Linked DNA regions of Mus musculus: region 2 is linked to region 1. The links are chromatin contacts, called in public promoter capture Hi-C maps. All regions are on one chromosome and are shown on one strand. Each heading gives the region's core, a stretch centred on a gene start, on an enhancer-like site or on the middle of the called end of the contact. The rest is flanking DNA. Distances are from core to core; before and after follow the strand shown. Region 1 holds the start of Dusp8 (dual specificity phosphatase 8). Region 2 holds the start of Ccnd1 (cyclin D1).

Evidence for each region. Promoter capture Hi-C pulls out the DNA fragments that hold promoters and counts their contacts.
Region 2: a contact with region 1 is called in a promoter capture Hi-C map of pre-B cells, with 4 times the contacts expected there. The contact joins the promoter of Ccnd1 here to the promoter of Dusp8 in region 1.

The regions. Positions count from the first base shown.
Region 1 is chr7:142,093,754-142,096,794 of GRCm38.p6, reverse strand. It overlaps Dusp8 (dual specificity phosphatase 8), which reads left to right and starts at 1,511. Exons shown (of 7, transcript NM_008748.3): 1 at 1,511-1,872. It overlaps Gm32786 (a long non-coding RNA gene), which reads right to left and starts at 2,629. Exons shown (of 7, transcript XR_870057.3): 1 at 2,456-2,629; 2 at 717-1,118.
Region 2 is chr7:144,938,169-144,941,199 of GRCm38.p6, reverse strand. It overlaps Ccnd1 (cyclin D1), which reads left to right and starts at 1,369. Exons shown (of 5, transcript NM_007631.3): 1 at 1,369-1,704. The coding sequence starts at 1,507.

The sequences.
Region 1 (3,041 bases), core at 262-2,761:
TTCCTTCCTGGCAGCACTCCCAAGTTGTTTGTTTGTTTTGTGCTATTTCTGAGCCAGAGACACCTCTTCCCTCCAACCTGTATTAATCCCAGGCTAGACTCCCAGACTCCCCTTGGGCTACATAGAGAGGTTTCTGCAAGCCGGTTCTAAACACTCATAATGAACCAAGCCAAGCTGGATACAGTAGGGTAAAGGAGAAGGTCCCTGCAGAGCCTTGCCCAGCACCTAGTGTGGTCTGCAGTATTCTTCACACAATCTATACTAGCAAAGGAGTGCTCCTTCCTTTGTGCCTGCTTCACTCTCTGTGACCCTTCCTTCAACCAGCCATCTCCTAAACTCTGCCCTTCATCGAGTGAGAGGCTGGACTTCCAGGGAAAGTTCAGGACACTCCACCCCCCTCCCACCCCCCACGAGACTCATATTATCTGGTCACCTCACTGTCCACCTAGTCAGGGCCACGTTTTTGAAGTATCTGAGAAGGTCTGGCATCATGGTGGGTGCTAGTAATCTCATCACTCAGAAGGCTGAGACCAGCCTGGCATACAATAAAGAATTTTCTGCCAACCTGTTCCCGAGGAGGAGGGAAAACTAAGGGAAACGTGGCTTATGTTTGCAGGTGGACCACTTTGGCACAAGACTCCCCTTCCTCTGAGACCTGCCTGACCCCTGTGTATTTCTGCCCTAGTTGTAATTACCCATGTTTTTTGAGTGCTCACGTGGTTGTGTTCACACAGTGGGATGGAGCCGACAGTCCCCAGCGGGCAGGGGAGATGTCCGGGTGGGAGTAGAGGTCGTTTCCAAGCGGCTTTTCATTGGAAGCTGTCAAGAACTGGATGTCATAGGTAGGGGGGCAGCGCCGCCCTGGGGAGCACACCGGTGGGTCTGGAGCCCCGCCCCCTGATTTCCCGGGATGAGTGACCTGAGGCAAACCACATCGCCTAGGAGCTTCTTCTGCAAAGTGTAGAGCTGGACTTCCACCTCCAGGGGTCGTGGAGAGGACAAACGCGGATGCTGCAGGTAAGGCCCTTTGCGGCCGCAGCTCTCCATGACCCTTTTCCCTGGGCCGCACTGGGGCAGGGGAGGCGCACTCTGGGAGGGCGTCCTCTCGCGAACAAAGGCTAAGGGAAGGAGAGAAATCCGTGACAGGTTCAGTCCAGGCGGGCCGAGAGAGGGAGACCCTTGCATACTAGGACAGTAGACGCTGGTTAGAGTGCCGCGAGGCAGAGGGTTCTTGGGGATACCAGGAGCCCTGAGCTGGGAAGGCTTCCTGGAGGTGGGGAGCTGCGGCGTGCGTGGCCCCTTTAAGAACCGATGCCCGAGAAGCTTGGGGCGCGGGGGACGGAGGGCGGTGGCAGAGAGACCCACGGCCGCCGCCAGGGCTCCGCACCCAGCGCCCGCTCCGCTGACGTCACCTGCCCCCGAGCGGCTCACTCTGATTGGCTGCAGGTGACGTCAGGGGCTTTTTCGCTCGGCATGACCTCATCCCCACCGGCAGCCCCGCCCTCCGCCCCGGGCCTGTCACTCGCGGCTCCCGCGGTGGCCGAGCCGGCTCCGCGGACCCCCGCCCCACCCGGACGCCGGACGCCGGACGCTGAGCCGGGCCGGAGCTGCCGGCCGCGCCCGCCAAGTCGCGGGCTGGGATGCGCGCCGTGAGCGCGCGTGCCCGACCGCAGTACGCGCGCTCCGTCCCGAGCGAGCGCTCCCCGCGGTGGCGGCGACGACGGCGGCGGCGGCGGCGACGCGCCCCGCGCGCCTCTCCGGCCCTTGCCCCGGCTACGCGGGCCCCCGACGGGCCCATGGGTGGCGGAACGGAGCGGGCGCCCTGAGCGCGGCACCGGCGTTGGGGGCAACCCCAGGGCAAGCGAGAGCCAGGTGAGCCAGGCGCTGACAGCGGTCGAGTCCTAAGCCGGGTGTGGGCCCAGGACGTGCGGAGGTTTTTGCGGTTGTGTGCCCTGAAGGAAGAAGCTCTTTGGAGCACCGAGAATAAATGGCTCTGCCCCGCGAGCGGCGCGCGCTGCAGATCCGCGCCTGCAGTGCGCTGTCTTTCTCGGCATATTCCTTCTTATCTGGAGGGATATATATAAGAGACCTAGGGATTCGCGGGGGAGGGCTGAGATCCAGCACAGATCGGTGAGAGTCCCTGCGAAGCGCCCCCGCTGGCAGCCAGATTTGGAGAAGGTCGTCCGCGGCTGCAGCGGGCAGGGGGATGCGAAACCTCCGACGCCAGAGGGTCGGCTCCGGCCTGCGGTAGGCTCCTTATCTGGAGAGGAAGCTATAGGACCCCCCCCCACTCTTCGACTCGCATGGCTGTCCCGTCACCCCCACTTCATGGTGCTCCACTCGCCTCTGCGGATAAAGAACATCCTTACCCGACGCAGAGGCTGTAGGCGCGATGCTGGGGGAGGGGCCGGCACGGCTGCCTCCTGCAGCCTGTCTCCCTGGCCTCTCTGCCTACCTTGGGAGGGAGCGGCCAGTCAGATGCTGCTGGTACCCTTGTGCCAAACCTTGCAGGTGGAGGAGCAAGAACAGGCTCAGCTTCCACTAGATCAGACCTCTTGGAATAAATTGGCCTCTGACTCCTTGTTGACAGGGTGTGCTGCGCCTGCAGCAGATAGATTGGGGGCCTTGATGGTGCAGTGATGGGGGTGGGGGACCAGTGTGGCATCTGCAATGCTCTGTTGTGCAGTATGGGGTGGGGGTGGAGGTGCTTCGGGTCAGGGGCACGGCTTCTTTCACAGTATGAATGAATTCAGAATGGAAATCCAGTGACCTGTAGACCCAGCCTCACATTTACTTGCCCCTAGGGTAGCTGGGTGGGTGAGGGTAGCTTACAGTGCCAGGCTCTGCCCTGGGAGATCAGAGTCCCCGTGCATTCACTATTTGGTTAGCAGGCACCTGATACAGATGAGCAGATCATGTGACCAGGAGCTGTAGGTTCATCTTTATGTCTGACTTGCTGCAGTCAGCTTAGGGACCTCAGGAGAGTTGCTGGGCAGGTTCTCGTTCCCTCCTGCTCTGTGCCCTTGGGGATACTTGAGGAT
Region 2 (3,031 bases), core at 120-2,619, 2.8 Mb before region 1:
TTTGCGTCTTGTGTGCCGCCTGGACGCTGTGCGCTCCTTTACCAGTTTCTTCTGGGACACGAAAGTATTCCGTGGGAAATGTGTGTGAATAGTTCGCCTAGCTTGAAGTCGGGTATTGTGAAAACGTTTCCAAAACTAGGGAACTAAATAATGGACGAAGGTGGTGGAACCGCTTTATTCTAAAAATATTTTATTTGAATCTATAAATTATAAACTTAGGAGTCCATTCAGTTAACCACGACCATCTATAGATTCTCTTTAAATATCACCTTATCGGCTCACAAGTTTATCTTGATTCTCACCAGCCGCCCCCCCCCTCCCCCAACTCAAGACTGCAATTCTAAAGGTGGAGAAACACCACCACCCTCAACGAAGCCAATCAAGAAGCTTCCGGTGGTCTGGTTCCTGGAAGGGCGACTAATAACTTGCAGCGATTTACTTTTCTTAATTAAAAAATAAATTAGGAAGGAGCCTATCGTGTCTCAACCTTTTCTTCAACGGTTTATTTTTCTTGGGCAAACCGCCTGCAGTGGAGGAGGGGGATACTGGGGGACCCTGGCCAGGATAAACCGGTCACTGTATGAAGACAAATCTCAGATCCCACCCCACCCCCCCAGCGAGGAGGAATAGATGAAATAATGGCCACCATCTTGAGCTGTTGCTGGAATTTTCGGGGTTTTATTTTATTTTTGAGCGAGCGCATGCTAGGCTGGGGATCCTTTAAAGTTCAGATACCCCTCTGGCCCTTTGCAACCACCCCAGTGCGCCAGGATGGAGCCTGCACGAGAGCTTAGGGCTCGTCTGGCATCTTCGGGTGTTACACAGTTCCTGAATTTTACACGTGTTGATGAAATTGAAAGAAGACAGGGACGCTGGGATTTCTAAGCAATGGGTCCGCCTGTGGGTGCCTCGTGGCGTACTCGGAAACGCACCCATTCTCCCGGTTTAAGAACAGGGTGTCCTTGCACCCCCAGGCTCCCCTTCCATACATTCTTCCTTGGCTTGCGTGTGGCCTGGCCTCCCTCCTAGCTGTCCTCCTGTCCAGAGCCGCCACTACCCCACCTCCACAGGTCTCGGAGGACCCTCTTAGGGAAAGAAGCCCCCCTCCCCCTTGCCCCGCTCTTTCCCAGTTTGGAGAGAAGCAGTCCGAGCGATTTGCATATCTACGAAGGCTGAGGGGGAAGGGTTTGGGCTTGCCCCCCCCCCGCCGCCCCCCCCCCTCACTGCTCCCGAGCCCCCTCCCCCTGCACCCGCCTCGGCCCTCCCCCTCCCCCTTTTCTCTGCCCGGCTTTGATCTCTGCTTAACAACAGTAACGTCACACGGACTACAGGGGAGTTTTGTTGAAGTTGCAAAGTCCTGCAGCCTCCAGAGGGCTGTCGGCGCAGTAGCAGAGAGCTACAGACTCCGCGCGCTCCGGAGACCGGCAGTACAGCGCGAGGCAGCGCGCGTCAGCAGCCGCCACCGGAGCCCAACCGAGACCACAGCCCTCCCCAGACGGCCGCGCCATGGAACACCAGCTCCTGTGCTGCGAAGTGGAGACCATCCGCCGCGCGTACCCTGACACCAATCTCCTCAACGACCGGGTGCTGCGAGCCATGCTCAAGACGGAGGAGACCTGTGCGCCCTCCGTATCTTACTTCAAGTGCGTGCAGAAGGAGATTGTGCCATCCATGCGGAAAATCGTGGCCACCTGGATGCTGGAGGTAAGAGACTTTACAGGCTGCTAGCTTGGGACCCCCTGGCAACTTGTTGCTATCACCAACATCTTCCTCCCTTCTCTTCCCTTCCGTCACGGAGTTTTCCGGGTGCGTTGCTAGGACTCGGTATTCACAAAATAAATAGATTGGGTCCTTTTGAACGAGGAAGGTTTGGGAGTTGGGAAGATGGGAATTCCTTTTCCTGGTGGAGGGCAGTCGGGGAGGGGTGCCTTCGAGGGAGGACGGTGTCAGCGACACCACAGAGGGTGCAGGCTGAGCTTCTGTGGCCCCCGCTTGTGCCCCATTCCTGCAGCGCCTCGGCGGGGGCCGCCCCTGCGCGTTTCGCCAGCTCAAGGGGGGAGGGGGCATAAATTTGATTTTTAAATTAATATCCATGGACACGTATGCAAGGGCCGCTCGTGCCAATATTATGCGCCATCTTTGCTCCTTTATTGCAAAGCAAAAAGTGTTTATTAATAATTGGGGGCAGGGCAGGGAGCGGCAGTAGGGGCGCTGGGACAGGCACGAGGGGCCTCGTGGCGGCCGGGAATCACTAAATAAGACAGTGTGAGGAATATTTGGGGTGGGGGATTCTTTGTTCAAACAGCGGACCTGGGTACCCCGCACACGCTGCCTGGCCCAGAGAAAACGCCAGGCTGCAAGGTCGCGTGGCCCCCTAGTCAATGAGACTGACTGTTGTGCGTGCGGTTCTGGATTTGGAGGAACCTGTCTAGGTCAAACTGGGGGCGGAGGGGGACAAAAGCACATTTTCAGATGTTCAGCAGGAGACTCAGGGGTCCCAAAATATTTTAAAATAATTTTTAAAGTGAGGCATAATGCCCTTGTAGAGGCAAACAGCGCCCGCACCCTGCAAAAGGGGGGCCCCCGGAGTTTGAGTTGCTGGAGCTCACCCCCCGATGTCCACTGAGCTCCTGACCCTCGGCTTGGATCAAGGGTCGTCCGATGGTTATTTTCAGGTCGTTTTTAGGCACCTAGTTATTTTTTAAATATTTTTAAATATTTTTTGAAAAGATGACGTCTGGGAAATGCAGCGCGGCGGCCTGGGACGCCACCATTGTGTCTCGCGTGCGCTCGAGCGGCGCCCAGCCCCCGGCGCCCCGCCAGCCCCGCGGTGGGGTTCTCTGGCTTGTGGCTTCCTAATTTCAACAGGGGACCGGGGTCTCCGTGGCCACCATTGCTTCGACCGGCCCCGCCAGCTGCCCAAAGACTTTCCCTTTCAGTTTCAGGGTGGGTGGGCACTGGGAACCCTCGGAGCAGGAGCGCATCCCAGGGAGTTGGCCACCGGAATCCCTCTCTGTGCAATCTAGGAGAA